Regions from separate parts of the Mus musculus genome. Here regions 2, 3, 4 and 5 are each linked to region 1. Evidence: chromatin contacts called from public HiChIP or PLAC-seq and promoter capture Hi-C data. All regions are on one chromosome and are shown on one strand. The core of a region is the stretch at or near the end of the contact, and the rest is flanking DNA. Distances in the headings are between cores, read along the strand shown. Region 1 holds the start of Stt3a (STT3, subunit of the oligosaccharyltransferase complex, homolog A (S. cerevisiae)). Region 2 holds the start of Tbrg1 (transforming growth factor beta regulated gene 1). Region 3 holds the start of Spa17 (sperm autoantigenic protein 17). Region 4 holds the start of Nrgn (neurogranin). Region 5 holds the start of Ccdc15 (coiled-coil domain containing 15).

Evidence for each region. Promoter capture Hi-C pulls out the DNA fragments that hold promoters and counts their contacts. HiChIP or PLAC-seq counts read pairs in DNA pulled down with a chosen protein or histone mark. Capture Hi-C pulls out chosen DNA fragments and counts their contacts.
Region 2: a contact with region 1 is called in a promoter capture Hi-C map of liver, with 4 times the contacts expected there. The contact joins the promoter of Tbrg1 here to the promoter of Stt3a in region 1. A contact is called at or near these places in 6 of 39 promoter capture datasets (the 3T3-L1 cell line, 3T3-L1-derived adipocytes, the HPC-7 cell line and 3 more), 3 of 484 Hi-C or Micro-C datasets (CD8 T cells, memory CD8 T cells and muscle stem cells), 9 of 115 datasets of contacts at active chromatin or transcription factors (astrocytes, bone marrow-derived macrophages, effector CD8 T cells and 6 more) and 3 of 9 other capture datasets (adipose tissue, liver and pancreatic islet).
Region 3: a contact with region 1 is called in an H3K27ac HiChIP or PLAC-seq map of thymic regulatory T cells, with 10 times the contacts expected there. The contact joins the promoter of Spa17 here to the promoter of Stt3a in region 1. A contact is called at or near these places in 4 of 39 promoter capture datasets (the 3T3-L1 cell line, frontonasal cranial neural crest, liver and 1 more), 3 of 484 Hi-C or Micro-C datasets (B cells, CD4 T cells and muscle stem cells), 5 of 115 datasets of contacts at active chromatin or transcription factors (astrocytes, bone marrow-derived macrophages, double positive thymocytes and 2 more) and 3 of 9 other capture datasets (adipose tissue, liver and macrophages).
Region 4: a promoter capture Hi-C map of pre-B cells shows a contact between it and region 1. The contact joins the promoter of Nrgn here to the promoter of Stt3a in region 1. A contact is called at or near these places in 5 of 39 promoter capture datasets (the 3T3-L1 cell line, cranial neural crest, liver and 2 more).
Region 5: a contact with region 1 is called in a promoter capture Hi-C map of pre-B cells. The contact joins the promoter of Ccdc15 here to the promoter of Stt3a in region 1. A contact is called at or near these places in 16 of 39 promoter capture datasets (the 3T3-L1 cell line, 3T3-L1-derived adipocytes, the HPC-7 cell line and 11 more), 12 of 484 Hi-C or Micro-C datasets (CD4 T cells, CD8 T cells, Th1 cells and 7 more), 10 of 115 datasets of contacts at active chromatin or transcription factors (the 230-238 cell line, the SCID.adh cell line, astrocytes and 6 more) and 3 of 9 other capture datasets (adipose tissue, liver and macrophages).

What each region holds. Positions count from the first base shown.
Region 1 is chr9:36,765,771-36,769,238 of GRCm38.p6, reverse strand. It overlaps Stt3a (STT3, subunit of the oligosaccharyltransferase complex, homolog A (S. cerevisiae)), which reads left to right and starts at 1,617. Exons shown (of 18, transcript NM_008408.5): 1 at 1,617-1,689. It overlaps Gm26787 (predicted gene, 26787), which reads right to left and starts at 1,352. Exons shown (of 4, transcript NR_166654.1): 1 at 1,199-1,352.
Region 2 is chr9:37,655,463-37,658,930 of GRCm38.p6, reverse strand. Tbrg1 (transforming growth factor beta regulated gene 1) reads left to right here and starts at 1,619. Exons shown (of 9, transcript NM_025289.3): 1 at 1,619-1,933. The coding sequence starts at 1,787.
Region 3 is chr9:37,611,761-37,615,228 of GRCm38.p6, reverse strand. Spa17 (sperm autoantigenic protein 17) reads left to right here and starts at 1,509. Exons shown (of 5, transcript NM_011449.2): 1 at 1,509-1,673; 2 at 3,211-3,393. The coding sequence starts at 3,240. It overlaps Siae (sialic acid acetylesterase), which reads right to left and starts at 1,408. Exons shown (of 10, transcript NM_011734.4): 1 at 1,303-1,408. The coding sequence starts at 1,369.
Region 4 is chr9:37,551,132-37,554,599 of GRCm38.p6, reverse strand. Nrgn (neurogranin) reads left to right here and starts at 1,855. Exons shown (of 4, transcript NM_022029.2): 1 at 1,855-2,063. The coding sequence starts at 2,049.
Region 5 is chr9:37,346,691-37,350,158 of GRCm38.p6, reverse strand. Ccdc15 (coiled-coil domain containing 15) reads left to right here and starts at 1,802. Exons shown (of 16, transcript NM_001081429.2): 1 at 1,802-2,125; 2 at 2,236-2,421. The coding sequence starts at 2,242.

The sequences.
Region 1 (3,468 bases), core at 368-2,867:
GTGTATGTGTACAAGTGTGCACATACATGCCACAGTGGAGGTGTGGACAACTTTGTGGGGTCAGTTCTCTTCTACAACCTTTAGGTGGATCCTGGGTAATCAAATGCAAGATTGTAGATTGTAAGGGGGCAACTGTCTTTACCCACCAAGCCCTAGCATTGTCCCTAGTCCTGACCTTAGCATTTTTTTTTTTTTTTTTAAAATAAAACGTCTGAGGTGACCTCCCACCATATAATGCCGTGGTAAAAGTCTTCGTCAGTTTCGGGCACTGTAATCTTTTGTTTCCCAGACTCTAGAACTGTGAGAAATAATTTATCTATGTAAGAAATTAAGCTAGGTTTTGAAGCCACAGGAGTTTGAATGTATGTAAAGTCCTCATGCTTATCTCCTTCAGATTAAGATGCCTGGAATTAGCTCCTCCTGCCTCAGACTCTGGGAGCACTGGCATCACAAGTGTGTGCTTTGCCGTTATTCTTGCTAAAATAAAACTACATGGAACATTTACTATAAAAACAAAAGAGAAGAGGTATTGAGTTAGGTCCTGGTGTAAAAACTGGTCATGAGCATTTTGAGGAAATGCATTATTGTAATAAGTACTGATTTCAATAGTTGGTGCTTCCCTTCATGGGAGAGGAAAAGAGAAGCCAGCGTCACTGGCACCAAATATGAATGGTATCTGGATGGTCTAATCTTACCGTAGCCTTTGGTTTGAGGCTTGTAAGGCATGGAAGTGTTCGAATTAGTACATCTGTTTATATGTATATATCGGAAAAGACTGGAGTTTGGCAGCTGAAACCCCTTCCTGTGCCCGTTCTCAGTACCATCCTCGGAGGGCCCGGGAGGAAAGGTCACCCTCGCAGGGGCCCGGCGATGCTAAGCTGCTCCTGATTGCCCAGGGCTAGCCGCTCCGAGCCTTGAGATAATTTCTGCAGGCTATTGCCGGCTCAGCCCGACTCGGGCGGTGACACCCTAAAAAGGCCTCCCGGGCCCTTCCATAAAGTCAGACCTGAGTGAAACGTTTCGGTGAAATTTGTCAAAGGTCCCTTTATCGAGGTTACTGCAAACACAGAAACAATTCTTGGGCTTATTAGTTGACACATCTTACACAAGGTGGGTTCGTGTGAACCATGGAGGCTGAGAGTTTTCACAACATATCTTCTCTCCTTTAACCGTTTAATAGGTAACGGGCCATTTCTACCTTAAAAAACAAACGGATCTGCAGCCCAACTTTTCCGGACGTGGTACGACTGCCGCTTTCTTTACGTATTTCCGCTTCTGCTCATGTGACCAGGGTACAGCGTCCACTCCTTCCTATCGCCGCTCCTTCCTGGTCCGCAGACCGACACGTCACTGCTCGGCTCTCAACCAAACTGTTCAGAGCACGCTCTTTCCGCGCGTTTCGCTTTCCCGCGCCGGCCTATCACAGTTCGGTGGGACTTCATAGTCACGCCTCTCAACAGGGTGAATGACAGTCACATTGTCCATTCAAAAGGAGGAATCCAGACTCGATCCACGCCCTCGAAATGACAGACAGAACCGTTATCCTGTCGGTCCCCTGAAATATACATCGACGGAGGCTAGCCAATGCGGAGCGGGCAGGGAGGCGGGCCTTGGCTGCTGTCAGGGTTGAGTGCGCCGCTGAACGGATGGCAGGGGGAGCAGAGTGGGTTCCTGAGGAGCATCCGTGAGGTGAGAAACTCTGGGGTAGCGCTAGAGGATTAGCGGCAGGTGCCGCGCGGGCTGTTGGCCGGCCCGAACGAGGTGCTGGACACAAGCCTGTAGAGGTGGGGAGCAGAGCCTGCCTGCGGCCTGGGCGGAGGAGGGGGCGTGGAGTGTGAGATGGGGACGTCCAGGCATTGGGGCACCAGACGATCTGAGGAAGGGTCTTGGCAGAGCAATGCACTCTGGCCATGAGGGCGTGGGGCACAGGATCCTGGGACTAGCTTGGAAGGGCCACGCGGAGTGTGCTGAGATAGTGGGTTCGAAGTCAGTGAGGGTGCACAAGATGACGTGGAAACGTATGTGGGAAAACCACCGAGGCTGCAGCCCTAGAATTTAGAGCTCGGGTGGGTCAAGGCTTGCAGACACAGCTGAGAAGCAGAGAGATGATGAGCAGATAAGAAAAGCGTCCTTTCCCTTTCTGTACCCTATCGGTGTGTGGAGATTGCCAAGAACGGTATGAAAACTCGCAGTGTTTAGCTTTAAAGTCCAGGTTTTAGCACTCTCGCTGCCTTTGCTTACTCTTCAGGTGTGTGGATCATATTAGCTCAGTGGTGTTTAGTTTCCATGTCACTTATCTCCTGAGAACAACTACAAACCCAAGAGATGGGACTGAGTTGTTCACTTCCCAGAATTAGTGCGTGATAAGCCTTCCCTTTGGAATTATAATTAATCACACCAGCCCAAACTGCTCTTTTGGTATAGTTAATTAAAGGAAAGATGTTAGACTTCGCAGTGTGAGTCTTCGTGTTTTCCATTTTGTCCAGTGTTTTCCTTTTGCAACCCCCTGGTCCCTGGAAAGAAGGGAACAAGATAATGCAGTTTCCCCTTTCCCAGCATAGTTTTGAACAGTGCTACGTTTTCTCAGTTGCCACACTCTTTGTTTCTTAGTCCTTAACATACCAATTGTCTATAATTGATCACCATTCTGAACTGTCTGCAGATTGCTTCCCTTACCACCATTCCAAAATTTATTCTGGTCTAGAAGAAACAAAATTATTATTATTATTATTGTAATTTTGCTCTAGATTTTCATCTGGTGCTCCAAGTTCTCTCTGGGTCATGAAATGAGTTACAGGGAAATAGACCTGAGCAGTAGTTACAGTTTGAACTTTGAAAATGAATATGTAGTGGGTGGCCTGAGTATATTTCTCTCTTGAGTGCATGGATTGAACTTGCATTAGTGACCACCTGCTCTTTAGTTGGCCAGAGAGCATGCACACTGGGATTTGGAACAGAAAAAAGCTTGTAGCCAATCAATTGAGGCTTAGATTTATAGCTGGAAATTATGTCTAGTCAGTCATGATTTCTAGATTTCTCCTTTCACTTCAGTAAGTAATGTTCATTTCCACTTTCCCTCCCTTCCCACTTACCTTCCTGCCCAAATTACCTCCCCCTCTTTCCCCACCTTCAGCCCCACTTAACTTTCTCTGTGGCAGGGTCTCACATTAACCCAAACTGACTCAGAACTTAACTGGGTCCATGCTGAACTCAACAGTACAGTGATCCTCTTCCTCAGTATCACCAAGTGTTGGGAATCTAGACATGGGCTAGTGTACCTGGCTTGTACGCTCTCCTCTCATGCCCACTTATGTTTCCGTGATTATTTTCTTTTTCCCTTTTAACAAGTACCTTTGTTTGGTTTTCCCTCTTTCTATTTTCACGTCCTTTTCTACTTTCCTTTCTCCTCCACTTCTGTTTCTTTCTGATCCTTGTGTCTTACTTTTGCTAGTTGTACTTGGTTGCTGT
Region 2 (3,468 bases), core at 370-2,869, 890 kb before region 1:
TGAACTTGGGGCCTCTGTTACTCATTCATTCATTCATTCATCCATCCATCCATTCATCCACCACTCATTTTGGAATGCTAGAAATCAAACCCAGAGCTCTTCACCTATAATATAAGTGCTTTGCCACTGAGTTAGATCACAGCCCATGGATTTTAAAAAAAATTCCCCAAGCTGGACATGGTTGTCTATGGCTATAGTCCCAGAATTTGGGAGATAGAAACAGGAGGGTCAGGAGTTCAGGGTCATCTTTCCCTACACAGAGAGTTTGGCACTGTTAAGAACCCAGTCTATCAAAGCCAACAAATAAACAATACCTTCTTTTTTGTCAAATTTGCAAGAAAATTGCCTTAATTGTAAAAGAAAAAGTCTCAAGTGAAAAAAAAAAATAATAATAAACATGTTTGGGACTATTCCACTGAAGTCTACTGGCCAAAAGAGCTTTCAACTAAAGCAGAGGCTGGGACTTTCCTCCTCATAGACACAACACACGAAGAAGATGAATAATACAAAAAGTCAGATAGATGTCAAAGTCTATGAGAACAAAATGCAGCTAAACAGCAAATCAGGCAGTTAAAACTAACGCTTTATTAAGAATAAAGTCAATTTCGATTACTATGAGTGCTTTCAGATTCCAAGCTAGAATTCCAGTATATATTTTCAAAGCAGTGTATTTTATAAGTTGTCACAATTCTGATGGCTTTTAAAACCAACTAAATCCACAGGAGCACCTTAGGTATTTGTGAAGGCAAATGGTACCCTGGAGTTGCATTATTAAGACCCAACCAAGTTCAAAAAAAGCAGCTTGTTACATGGGCAGTCATAGAAGAGTATCTACACGCTTTTTCTCTTGGGTTGCAGTTTGTCAAAACTGCAATGGTTTTTACAGTTTTCAGAGATTAAATACTTGGATCACTTACTGAATTCTAAGTTGTCTTTATCAGTATTAGGTTTTTCTCTAGTAATTCAGTGAGCGCGTTAATTATGTAACATACTTCTTGGCTTCCATGTACAACCGTAAACGTCTAGATTTGGAGAATTTAACAATAATTATCTTTTATATGAGTACACTAGTTTGGAAATCCACCCCATCTCATTTCTTACTTTGAGAGGGAGAAAACAAACAACAAAAACAAAATGTGAAAAAGAGGCTCAGTCAATTGGTTTGACACTACTGAAAGAAAAAAACGATAGGAAGTATGTGTACTTGAAACGCTCCTGGTTTCATTTTAAAACCACTGAAAGCCGACCTTGTGCTACTTAACATTTTATTAAAACAGTTTGCTAACTAGATACCAAGCTTTGGGGCAATCAAGGTCTTGTTTTACTATCCCCGAAGTTCACAGCCTAAGAAACACTTGTGCGATCAGCACATATGGGAAACTGAGTTCCCCGCATTAGTATTTAAGTCTGCTAAAACCCCAGGAAGGCCTGCTGCTCAGAGCAACCTGGGAAAGCAGATGTGGACGTGCATTCCCTGAGGGCACCTGCCTGAGCGTCTGCATCAGGACTTTAAACTCTTCCCTACTTCGCTGGCTATCAGCCGGGTAGGACCGGTTCTTTCCAGCTCCAGCTCCTTGCAACCCTGAGCCACACCCGTCCTCCCAGCCCACCGCTAGGTCCGAACCACCGCAACTTCCAAACCCGGAAGTTACACGTGGCGGTGCTTTTGCGCAACTTCCGGCGGGTCTTCCTTGGGAAATCGACTGGGAAGTGCCGAGGATCGCCATCTGTTTCTGCCTGCGCTCCATCCCCTCCGCGCCCCGGAGCTCCAGAACCCGGTCTGATCATGAGCGTGTTGAGCGGCCTGGCCTCCGAGCCGCGCACCCCGCTGTCCAGCAAGGCCAGGATGAAAAGGCTCCCGAGGAAGAGCCAGAACGAGAAGTACCGGCTGAAGTACCTGCGGCTGCGCAGAGCAGCTAAGGCCACGGTGTTTGTGAGTCTGGGTTTGGGTGGGGACTGTCTTCCCCACCTCAACTCTCTCAGAGAAAGAATATCCGTCCAGTGTTAGTTGCCTCGCTTGGGAATATTAGTTCCATATCCTTGCATAAGTTATTCCTCTAGTCCTGTCAACTCCTCTATAAATGAGGACTGAAGAGTGCTCCGCCAGCAAACTTTAGTCATTACCTTCTTGCTACTTTTCGTTTCGAGCCTAAGGAGTGTCTTTTAAGGCGAGCACACTGAAATGAAGCCCAGAGGGATGACGTGCCCTAACTCCAACTTGGATACCCTGATTCCAGTTTATTATTTACTCTACACAGCCTGTTTCCTAAGTACACCCAACCCTAACGCCATGGCTGCCGCTTTCGTAAACAGGCACCTAAATCTTTCAAAATTGTCCTGGTTGTAGCTCCCTTTGACGAGGCTTCTAGGTGTTTCTGCCTTCCCTCCATCCGAAACTGAAAGTGGAACTCAACATCAGGAAACAGGCTACCTCCTCCTGCTGAGGTGTATAGACACTTCCTGCTTTAATTGTAGGGATTTAGGATTTGATGAGTAAACTTCTTTACCAGCCAAGAAGTATTAGGGTCTAATAAATCTGATAACAGTCTAATAAATAGACTATTCTAGCTTAGCCAGTCACCTCAGTGCTTGCTTGGTAATAGGTATACGGTCCATATACCCTCACATCTGAACCTGCAGTTTAACACTTCTTTCTACAAGGTCTTTGTAGACGTATCGGGAAAAGTTTTGACTTTCAATTTGTTGTTGCTAAAACATTTAACGCTTGTATATGTGTCGAGGGAAATATGAGTAAATCAGGAAGTCAACACCTTATACTCACTGTTCTCTCTTGTCACATGATGTCAGAGCCTGCCTAATGCTTACAAGTCGACATTTAAAGATAGTGTTGGTTTCGTTAAGTATACAAAGATCTTATGAAACCAAAGGGTCTCCGTGTACTTAAACCAACTGATGCCTTGAACACCAATTTGAGGCTCCACCTGTGAAACACCCAAATAGGCATTTCCTTCAAAACTGGTTTCAAGACAGACTGAGCCATCAGTAAAGAATGATGGTACTTGGGTATATGCAAATAGATGATTAATTAAGAATTTTACATGCAAAACTTTTCATCCTTTTCTCTTCTCTCCCCTCCCCTCCTCCCCTCCCCTCCCCTCCCCCTCCCTCCCTCCCTCCCTCTCTCTCTCTCTCTCTCTCTCTCTCTCTCTCTCTCTCTCTCTCTCTCCCTGTAATTGTTCTGTAAGATACAGTGGGTCAGATTGTCTTTGCAAGGTCAAAGCTGTAAGCATAGAGAGTCTTTAGAATTCTGTAGTGGAGAACAAAAAAGAATTTTGTAGGGGGTCTAAATTAAGTCCAAGTCCTATATCCTTTCTCTGCCAAAGGCCACACTAATTGGAGTGGCCACACCCATTGATTTGCCCAAAGAGTGCAAGCCCTGGTGTACCATCTTGTTCTGGCATGAGCATTAAGAATGTCCCTCTTCATCCAAAGGTGTCCATGCAATTA
Region 3 (3,468 bases), core at 260-2,759, 850 kb before region 1:
TGCCTTCCCAAGCCCTTCTGTGTTTGCCAACATTCAGTTATAGAAGCTCTTTGTGAATGGATTTATGGTGAGAAAAAAAAAATTTAGAGGTGGAAATTATCTTTATAATAAACGTGTTAATTGTGTTACTACCGATGAAGAGATATAACCTAACCACATTACCCATCAAGGGACTAGAGCACAAATAGATTAAGCAATTTTAAAGAATAATTAGAACAGCTATGAATTCAATGAATATCTCTTTAATGATACCTAGTACTTTACACATTGAGACTGCAACCCTGGAAGGAAAAATAATTCCAATAGTAGATAAAAATTCTTGCTGCCAAGGATCTTACAATCTACTAGGAGCTTACTCGTGTAGCAGAGTTCTTAAGAAAGAAGACAGTAATGTCCTTGACAGGCCTCAGAAGGTAGTTTATGACAGAATGAGAATCAACGTCATCTAATTCCAAAGGAATTGCAATTTCATTTTTGCTGTGAGGATAATGGTAATGGGACCACAAATTCCTAGCACTCCAGCCAAGAGCTTTATCACTGAGCTATATTCTCATCCCCCCCCCCAAATTTCATTTATTGACAGTCTATGGATGAGGTCCACTCTTTCAGTGATACAAAGAAAAGAAGGGTGGGTGGCTCCAGCAGTAACCTTTTACTTTAAGTGAATAGATTCCTATCTTTTGATATCTCCATGCAGAGGGCAATGTCCAGCTCAGGTTAGTCAGATGACAAGCTCTGACCTGCACAATGGCCAGTGTGAAATAGCTCCCTCTCCAGTGTGATGAGTCTTACCCCTCCACTAGTATCTCTTAGGCTGTATCAAAATTCAGAGCTGAACCTTAAATTATTCTGAGCTAGTGAGGGGGTTGTATTTCTTAGCCCTAATAACCACTTAGAAACTAGTAAAATTTAATTCCCTCAAGGCACCCATCCCGACAGAAGCCCTCCCCAAGGGCACTACTGAGGGGGCAGGTGTTGAAGTATTTTGGATGACTCAGACACCTGTTTCCAAATATTATCTAACTAAGCTTCGCCCCCTTCTCTTTGAGCTCTCCTCAAGGCTTCGGTCTGGGGACTCTGGAGCCTATTCCAATGGGTAAACCGAAGTCTCTCCCTGCCTCCTATGCTGCAAATGAGGTACCCTGCATGAAAAAGGCAGTAGATGGGCCCAACAGTACCTTGAGCCAGAACTAGGTGCGAAAAGTCCAGTTCTGACTCAAACCAGACCTTTAAAGGGGACGCATGCCATGATCCTGCAGAAGATCTGAAAGGCAAGGGTCCGGCACAGCTGTGACACCTCACCTGCACTTCTGCTGACTCGCGCGATTATGAGCAGCACTATCCCAAACACAGGCCCCGGGGAAACCATGTTTGTGAAGATCCTGATTAACCCGCCGAATTCAGGAAGAGCCCCTATGCGGGGGCGGGGACAGGGCAGAGGCGTGGTCTTGCGTAGTGGGCGGGGCCTGGGAGGGTCTACCTATCGGGCCCCACCCTCAAGCCTTCAGTACGCGAAACCATCAGCGGCGCGGCGCGGCGCGGCGCAGGGCGCTCCCCTCCCGGCCTCCGTAGTTAAAAAAAAAAGAAAAAAGAAAAAAGAAAAAAAAAAACGGTTACCCAGCAACGAGATAAAACACTGGAACCATCCGCACCAGCTTGAAGAGAAAGAAGAGGTGAGGCAGTTTCCCCCACTCCCTCTCCAATGTGGAGGCTTCGCCATTTTCCTTCGTGCCGTAGTCTCTCCGCATCTCCAATACTCCCGCAACTCCTGGACCAGACAGAGAGCCTGGCAAGCCCTTTCTCGGAGAATCTGGAACGCTAGGTCTTTGGCGTCCCGCCCACGGTTTGACCTGCTTCCCCTCGACAGCCTGTCCTCCCCCGCCCGGTTCAGGGCTTTACACAGCTCTCAAGATTCGATATCTAATCTGCTGTTTGTGGCCAAAAGAGAGAAAGGGAAGAGACTCCACAGGTTAGGCCTTGTTAAACCTCTAGTCCTCCAGCCTCGACCCCAACCAGCGCCGCCTTTGTGCTTCTTGGGGGAGGCAGAGGGAGCACACGCCCAGACCCGAAGCTCTCTTTTCTCAATAATCAAATCCTATGTCAGCCACCTTTAAGCCAGTCCTCGAATAATAAGATAAAAGAAGGCCTGAGAAAACCAGAAAATAAGATTCCCCAAACATCAAAAGCTGACTCCCAAATACACGACCTCCCCTTTCACAATCCCTCATCAGAAAGCAGAGGCACTTGAGAACATGCTTCAAAAGTTGGGGCTGAAAAACAAGTGAAACTATTCAACAAATTATAATAATTTCTAGAACGACTAGATTTTTGTTTGCTTGCTTGCTATTTGTTTGATTTTTGGGTTTTTGAGGCAGGGTTTCTCTGTTTAGCCCCTGGCTGTCCGGAAACTCACCCTGTAGACAAGGCTGACCTTGAACTCACAAAGACCCACCTACCCTTGCCTCCCAAGTACTGCACTTGAAATAGTTTCTTCTCAGCAATGTAAAGGGGATTGTTTATACCAGCTTCTCAGCAATCATTGTCTCTTCAATACTGTGGGCTTGCAACATCTACCCTCACCTCTTAAGGACAGAAAAACAAAGTACTTAATCTAGTGAAAACTGTGGTTCTCTAACTTTGAAAATATGTATTTGTCTAATTTAATGGATCTGGATTTATGATACTATAATTCACAAAGCATAGTGTTTATCCACCAGGCTGGCTCTAATCGCCGCACTTGGGAGACAGAGGCAGGTAGATCTCTGAGTTAGAGGGCAGCCTGGTCTACATAGTTACAGAACAGCCAGAGCTATGTTGAGAGACTCTGTCTCAGAAAACAAACAAAATAGTTCAGTGGTAGAATTCAAAACTCTAGGAGAAAAGGATAGACGTGGTGGGGTGAATTTGGTGTTCATTTATTTAGTATGTGCATGTGTATGGGCACGGCCTCCATGATGTCGTCAGCCTATGGAAGTCAGAGAACATTTTGTGAGAGTCAGTTCACTTCGGCCACAATAGGATGTGCGTGGATTTGATTCAGATCTACTGAGATAGAGAGAGCACCAGGACCTAGATTGTGTGACTTTTTTCTTTTTAAAGTCCAAAATATGGTATGTGTGTTTGAGAAATGATTTGAGTCGTGATAGTGAGTTGGTTTGTGAAACTTGTGATTATATAATTTAAATTAGGCACTTTTTACTGAATCTTTAGGTACCATATAGGCAATTCTTTCCGAGGAGATGTCGATTCCTTTCTCCAACACCCACTACCGAATTCCACAAGGATTTGGAAATCTTCTTGAAGGGCTGACACGGGAGATTCTGAGGGAGCAACCGGACAATATACCAGCTTTTGCCGCAGCGTATTTTGAGAACCTTCTAGAGAAAAGAGAGAGTAAGCTCTTTTAAAAAAAAAAATAGGAATTTTAAAATAAACTAAGCATTTCATTATGGTAAAACTTAAGATTGA
Region 4 (3,468 bases), core at 606-3,105, 790 kb before region 1:
GTGATACAGTCAGCTATACTACCCTGACAGGCTAGGAGGTATCATGTGATACAGTCAGCTATACTACCCTGACAGGCTAGGAGGTATCATGTGACACAGTCAGCTATACTACCCTGACAGGCTAGGAGGTTTAGAGACCACAAAAAGGTCAAGCTACATACCCCAGATGTTCCTTTCCATATCTCTGCTTTCCAGCCTCTCTCTAAACCACATCCTGCCCCAGCATGGGCCCAAAGGGCCAAAACCAGTGATAACCGCAACACTGCTTGGTTTGACAGCATCCTTTTTCTTCCAAAGAGCAAGTGTGAGGGTGGCTAACTTTTGTCTTATTTTGAAGCGGTGAATCAAAAGGTTAGGAAGTCTAGTGTGAGGAGTGGGATGGGTGGGTGTGCTAAGTCTGTACCAGGATATAAATACATTCAAAGTGGGTGCTGGGTGTACGTGATTTTATTTGGTGCAGATGGATGGAAGGATAGATAGATGGATAAGTAGACAGATAGATCACAGGTCATGGAGAGATACAAAATAGATACTTGGTCGGTGATGATGGAAGACACTTAGAACTAGTCAAAATACTGAGAATTAGAGGCTATTGGATGCCAAGTCATAGAGAGGACACATATATACCAATACTTCCAAGGCTCAGGAAACATCATGGAAGAAGGGGTAGGAAGAATTTAAGAACCAGAAGAAGGGGGGTGAGGTATGGAATGATGATTTCCAGTCATGACTTGGCTATTGAGTTAACAACAGCTGGATCACCTGCACAAGATCTCCACAAGAGTGGGCCCATTAACACTCTATCATGGAAAGAGGAGGGGCTTATGAGGTACCACCCCACCCTGAAGATTTATACACAATTAATAGTTGGTGAGGTAGGGAGAGACATTTACTTTAGGGGTGCAGTCACTAGTACAGTGCCTACAATGCTGTAAAGAAGCCCTTGCCCGTGCTCCTATAAACAACACTAACAAAATTCAATGGGTTCCTTCTCGACACCCCCCCATTCCAAAAAAAAAGACATGGCAATAAAAGGGATACTTGTGGAAAGAGTAGGGGTTATCAGGAGTGGGAAGGGGCAAAAGAGGGTAACCAGGTGAACATGGTTTAAAGGGCACAAGTAGGTCACAATGGAATCAATTAATACGTAGAATCAACGTGTGACAATACAGTGTTCTTGCTAAAAATTTTAAAAAGAAAACACTTAGTGCAGACATTGCCAGCAGTGAGAATGCAGGTATTTTTGTCTATGTGCTAACTAACAGGAGGTCTACCGTTTACCTGTGCTTCACAGGGTGTGTGGACACGGCCCTGTGGAGTTGTTTTTGCCTATTGTGTCTGCAGTGTCTGTATGTGGGAAGATACACCACACCACCCCGCCTGGGAGTATGTATGGATGCATGAGGCTTGGAGCGTCTATGTCACTATGTGCCCATCATGTAGGCTGTCTACCATCAGGTTTCTCTGTAACTAGAGTGAGGAGGGCATCTCTGCAGAGAGGGGAAATAGAGGGAGTAATGTTTGGGACTCTAGAACAGGGAGGTGGGTGAGGTTCGTGGTTTTCTATCTATGGGCGGTAGGGCGTGCTGCACCCAGATGTGTATTTGTGCCCTGGATGTTGGAGGCCTTGTGCTTACTCCGACGTACATCTGCCTGGCAGTCTGCGACTTAGAAAGCGGGGGGGGGGGTGAATTTGGGAGATGGGGTGTGTAGGAGGAATGGATGGAAGTGTGTAGGTGGAGAGGTTGGAGCACCAAAGCGAGCGAGGCGGAGAGAGTCGAGAGAAGGAGTGGTCCTCGCTCCAGTTCTCCCCGCCCACCCTGCAGAAAGTGTCTTCTGATTGGCTTCGAGGCCGCAGGGCTCAGGTTACATTCGCAAGAGTTGCGGAGCGCGGGAGACCGGACCCAAGAGGAGAGAGGCTGGTTCTGCAAGGATTCTGCGCTGGTCGGGGAGTGCCCGACAGCCCCTGAGCTGCCACCCAGCATCGTACAAACCCACCCCCGCTCTGCGCCAGGCTCCACCCCAGCCAAGGACCCTCAACACCGGCAATGGACTGCTGCACGGTAAGTCCATACTTGAACTCAGCGTGTTCTGGGGCAAGGGGCACACGAGAACCCCTGGGGGGTGAGTGAGGGATGGAAGTGGGTGCGGAAGACCTAGGAACAATGTGGGAAAGAATGGTGCTGAAATATTGTATTGGATGATGGAAGGCGCCTGCCTGATCTGAGCCAAGCCCTGGGGAAAATGCTCCCCAGCTCGCGGGGGCGTCTGAGCGCCCATGGGCCAGACAATCTAGGTTGTATCTGGATCTGAGCAGAGCTTTCATGCAGGAAAGCTGCTGCTTAGACGAGAGGTGGAACTTCCCCCACGGAGACACAGGAAAGTTGCTGGTGTGCTAGTCCTTTCCCTTGGTATTTTTTGGCCCCCAAACGATTTCCTATCCCACTGCTGCTGTCGCGGACTGTGGCAAGATCTTCACGACCCTCAGATGATCGTCTAAGCCCTTATGTGGCGAAGTCGGGGAGAATCCACCCTGGTCTTGGTGGTGATGGGCAGGAAAGAACCTAGTCAGTGTGGTTCTGGGGTGGAGCTGGTTCAGCCCCCAAAACCTTCTCCTTTGGAAGGTGCTGGGTGAGTGACCGTGAGAGGGCCCTGTGGGCAAGGGGAGGAAGTGTCTATCAGCGCCTACACGGAAACTGGATGCTGCAAGTGCCTAACGCCAAAGCAGATCTTGTTAAGGGCTCTTGTATGAAGGCATCCAGCACTGGTCCTGGCTCCTAGCTGGCTAAAGGAGTTGAGTGACCCATACCTATATAAAACGTGTTTGCTTATTCTTAGCCTCCGATCTAAGGAAAGAGACGACTCCAAATTCCTAGTGTTTTCTTTCTGTCACTCTGGCTAAAGACTCCAGAGGTTACTTAACGACAGCAGGAACCCCACCTTTCTCCCACAATGTGCAAAATAAATAAGTTTGGAAGGGAGGAATAGCCCATATCTTTGAGAGGTGACACTTCCCAATGCCCAGTGTCCAAGACGCAGTGAGAACTTAGGGGCAAGCCATTGCTGACATTTTAACTCTTGTTAAATAAATAACAGCTGCCAGAGTGCCTGATCACCCCAGGTAGGTAGGTCTTTTACAGTTGTACAAATGGGGCTTAGAAATGTGATTTTTTTTCCCCAAGTAGGCACCTTTGACAAGTGTGGAGCCCTGTCCTCTCAAAAGATTGCCCTCCAATCCCTCTTTGAAGCATACTGATTTTCATTACTGTAAATGCTCATAGCAGTAAATGTATAGATCAGAAAAAATATATACATATACATATACATATACATATACATATACATATACATATACATATACATATACATATACAAGCATGCCAATCACATACAGTTCCGCCCTTTGAAGAACACTATCCAGGGCTTCTTCCAAGGAAGCGGTTTGCTATTCTCCAGGGAACAGTTTGT
Region 5 (3,468 bases), core at 553-3,052, 580 kb before region 1:
TATTTGTCTAATTCTCAAGACAGCATATGGAATTTTTTTTAAAGAAAAAAATTGGTACTCATTAGCTCAGAGTTCTCTGATGGTGCTCCATCTCAACACATTATAGTACTCAACATGCTCTATGTTGAGTACTTGGCATGCTCATCTCCATTCTACCCCTTTCATCCTCTTCTAGTCAGCCTCCTTCACTTCTCCCAGTCAGTCAGTGCTCCCACATTAATGCTCATTCTCTACCCAGAAGACAGTGTGTGTGTGTGTGTTGTATGTGGGGGGTATATAGGTGCCTAGGGAGGCAAAAAGAGGACACTGGATCCACGGAGCTGGAGTTATAGGAGAGTGTGAGCACGTGAGTGCTGGCATATGAACTTTAGTCCTCTGGAAGAGCAGGAAGCAGTCTTAATTAACCATCTCTCCAGCTCCTACCTGGAATCATCCTATACCTGGGTATGATGTTTTGTGACTGTTATTCCAGCCCTTGGGAAGCTGAGGCAGGAGGAACCTGAACTACCTAGGAGATCCCATTAAAAGCTGTGAAACAATCAACTATATACCTAAAACCCTCCCTTGAAGAGTATAAAGGCTTGTTCTATGATCATATATAGTTTCTGTTTAAAAGTAGACTAGTTAAAAAAAGTTGGCAGGGTATATAGTTCTTGACCAGCATGTATGAAGCCCTGGGCTTAACTTCCAGTACTGAGTAAAATGAAATACAAACAAAACTCAAAGATCAACTTCAATTGCCCTAGTGATGTCTTCTCTGGAAATGTCCTATCAATGTCAGTGTAAATTCTCCAATGGATTTTAAATTCTCCAAACAAGGGATCTTTGTTCACTGGGAGTATCTGGAGTAACCAGAAAACATACTGATATATAAAATGCTTGCAATAAGGTATGTTGAAGTAAAGCAGGGTGACACGTGCCTGTAACGGCAGCCATTGGGAAGGCTAAGGCAGGAGGATTGCAAGTTCGAGGCCTGGGCTACACAGTGAGTTCAAGTCCAGCATGGGCAACTTAGTGAGACCCTAACTTAAAAGCAAAATTATTAAGGCAGCTAGGGTTTCCACTGCTGCACTTGCCTAGAATGCCAGAGGCCCTTGGTTCAACCCCCAGCACGAATATACACCTTGAGTAAAATGAGTGTATGTCTTTTGGGTTTAATGAAATATCCCAAGCATTGTTTGGAGTGAGTTGTGATGGTCACACACAAGAACATGTCAAAGGTAATCACGAAATAGCGTTGTAAACCTTAGGGGCTGCATAAAAGCGCAGTCTGGTTGATTGTTGGCTTGGTTTGCTTCTCAAGGATCCACTGGCAACATGTTCTTGCCCAGTGGTTCTCAACCTTCCTAATACTGCGACTCTTTAATACAGTTCCTTATGTTGTGGTGACCTACAACCATAAAATTTGGGTGCGACTTCATAACTGTAATTTTGCTCCTGCTATGAACTGTAATGTAAAATATCTCATTGCAGGATATCTGATATGCGACCCCCAGAGGTAGCGACCCTTAGGTTGAGAACTGCTCTGTCTATTCCCGAGATTTCCTCAGCGGTGAACGCTTACTCGCCTGTTCATCATGTCAGACCTCTCACTTCGAGATTTGAGAAGACTACAGCGCCAGTATCCAAAGAGAGGCCGAGTCTAAGCTCGCTGCCGGATTCAACAACCCGCTCTAGTCCTCCCCAACCAAAGGGCAGGAAGCGGAAGTGACGTAATCCCCGCGCTCGGATTCCCGCCTCCCCAGCCCAAGACGGGTGACAAATGCGGAAGAGGCAGGGCAGGCGTGGGCCCCGGGGTGGCAGTTTGCTGTTTGTCCTTTGCGTAGCAGCCCGCGGAGTTTGAGTCTGTGTGTGAGACGGACCGGATCGCGGCAGGCTCCAGGCTTCACAGGTCTCCTATCCAACTGTTGGAGCCTCACAGGACCCCGCTTTCCTGGCCGGGCTTCAGACGCCCCCCACCTCCTGTGCCCAGGCTTCTTAAGACCCCCGGCTCCTGCCCGGGCCTTAGACTCCCCTCCAGCCCCATGCCGTGGGCCGGCGCTTTTCCACCCGCGGTCATCTCAGACTCAAGCCCTGCCCTTAGCGCCCGCCTATGCTCACCTCTGGGCAGGCTTTCATCTCCCAAGTAAATCCTTGTTTTTTCGTCCTCTCATCTCCGTTCCTTCTAGAAAGTAATTTTTACGCCTTTCCCCCTTGTCTTAAGCCTTGTCCCTCTTTCTCTTTTCTTCTAACCAGAAGTCAATGCCAGGAGGTATGGCGCCCCTCAAGAAGCCTCGGAATCCCACAAAATTGCCCCTGGCTTTAAATCCCACGAAGAGCAAGGACGTTTTGGCAGTGCTGGCTGAGAGGAACCAGGCCATAATACCAGTTGGGGCTTGGGTGGAACCTGCCTCACCAAATTGGTCGGGAATTCCAGCACATGTGAGTGTCAGTTGACCCGGTTACTGTGATCGCTGCCAGCCCTTTTTATTAGCCTTCTCTAAATTTTTGGTACTTAAAGAAAGATGAACTGCTGGAGGATGCTGTTTCCATTCTGATACAGGTTATATTCTTGCGTCAAAATTATACAACAATGATGTGTTTTCCAAAACTTGCTTCATCTTTGGTTGACACAATCAAATATTAACTTAGTTCTTACTACATACCAGCAAGTAGGCTAGTTTACTTCACAAACATGGTTGTTTGCTGTGAATGGCATAGGTACTGTGTACAATTTCCCGACACTGTAACATAAGAAGAATGACAGTTGGTCACTCTTCAAATGTTAAGTAGTTGCTCAGAGTTTATAAGTTTTTAAATGCAGATCCAGGCAAAATGAAAATAAGAAAATAAAAGAAAGAGGTTAATCCTGATAGACTCTGAGGAAGTTGTAAATTCCACGGGGCCAAGGAACTTCTTGTTTATTTTTGTTTTTGGGGTAAACTAGGTCCTTAGGATGTAGTTGTTGAACGAATGAGGAACTATGGTCATTGTCTGTGAAGGAATAGAAATGCTGTACACTCAGGGTAGAAGCATTTCAGATGAAGAAATGCCCTTTCAAAAGTTTACACATGTAAATATTTGATTTAATTTAATTTAATTTTTGATTTAATTTAATTTAATTTAATTTAATGTAAATATTTGATTTATTTACACATGTAAATATTTGATATTTGATTGTAAATATTTGATGTAAATATTTGTTAGTATTTGCTAACAAATGAGAGTGGTTTTGCTAGTTTTTTTTGGCTTTATTTAGTATTTTTTCTTTCTTTTTTTAATTAATTAATTAATTAATTTATTTTTATTACATATTTTCCTCAATTACATTTCCAATGCTATCCCAAAAGTCCCCCATACCCTCCCCCCCTCTTTTTTTTTTTTTTTAAAGACTTATTATTTGTAAGTACACTGTGGCTGTCTTCAGACACCCCAGAAGAGGGCATCAGATCTCATTACAGATGGTTGTGAGCCACTATGTGGTTGCTG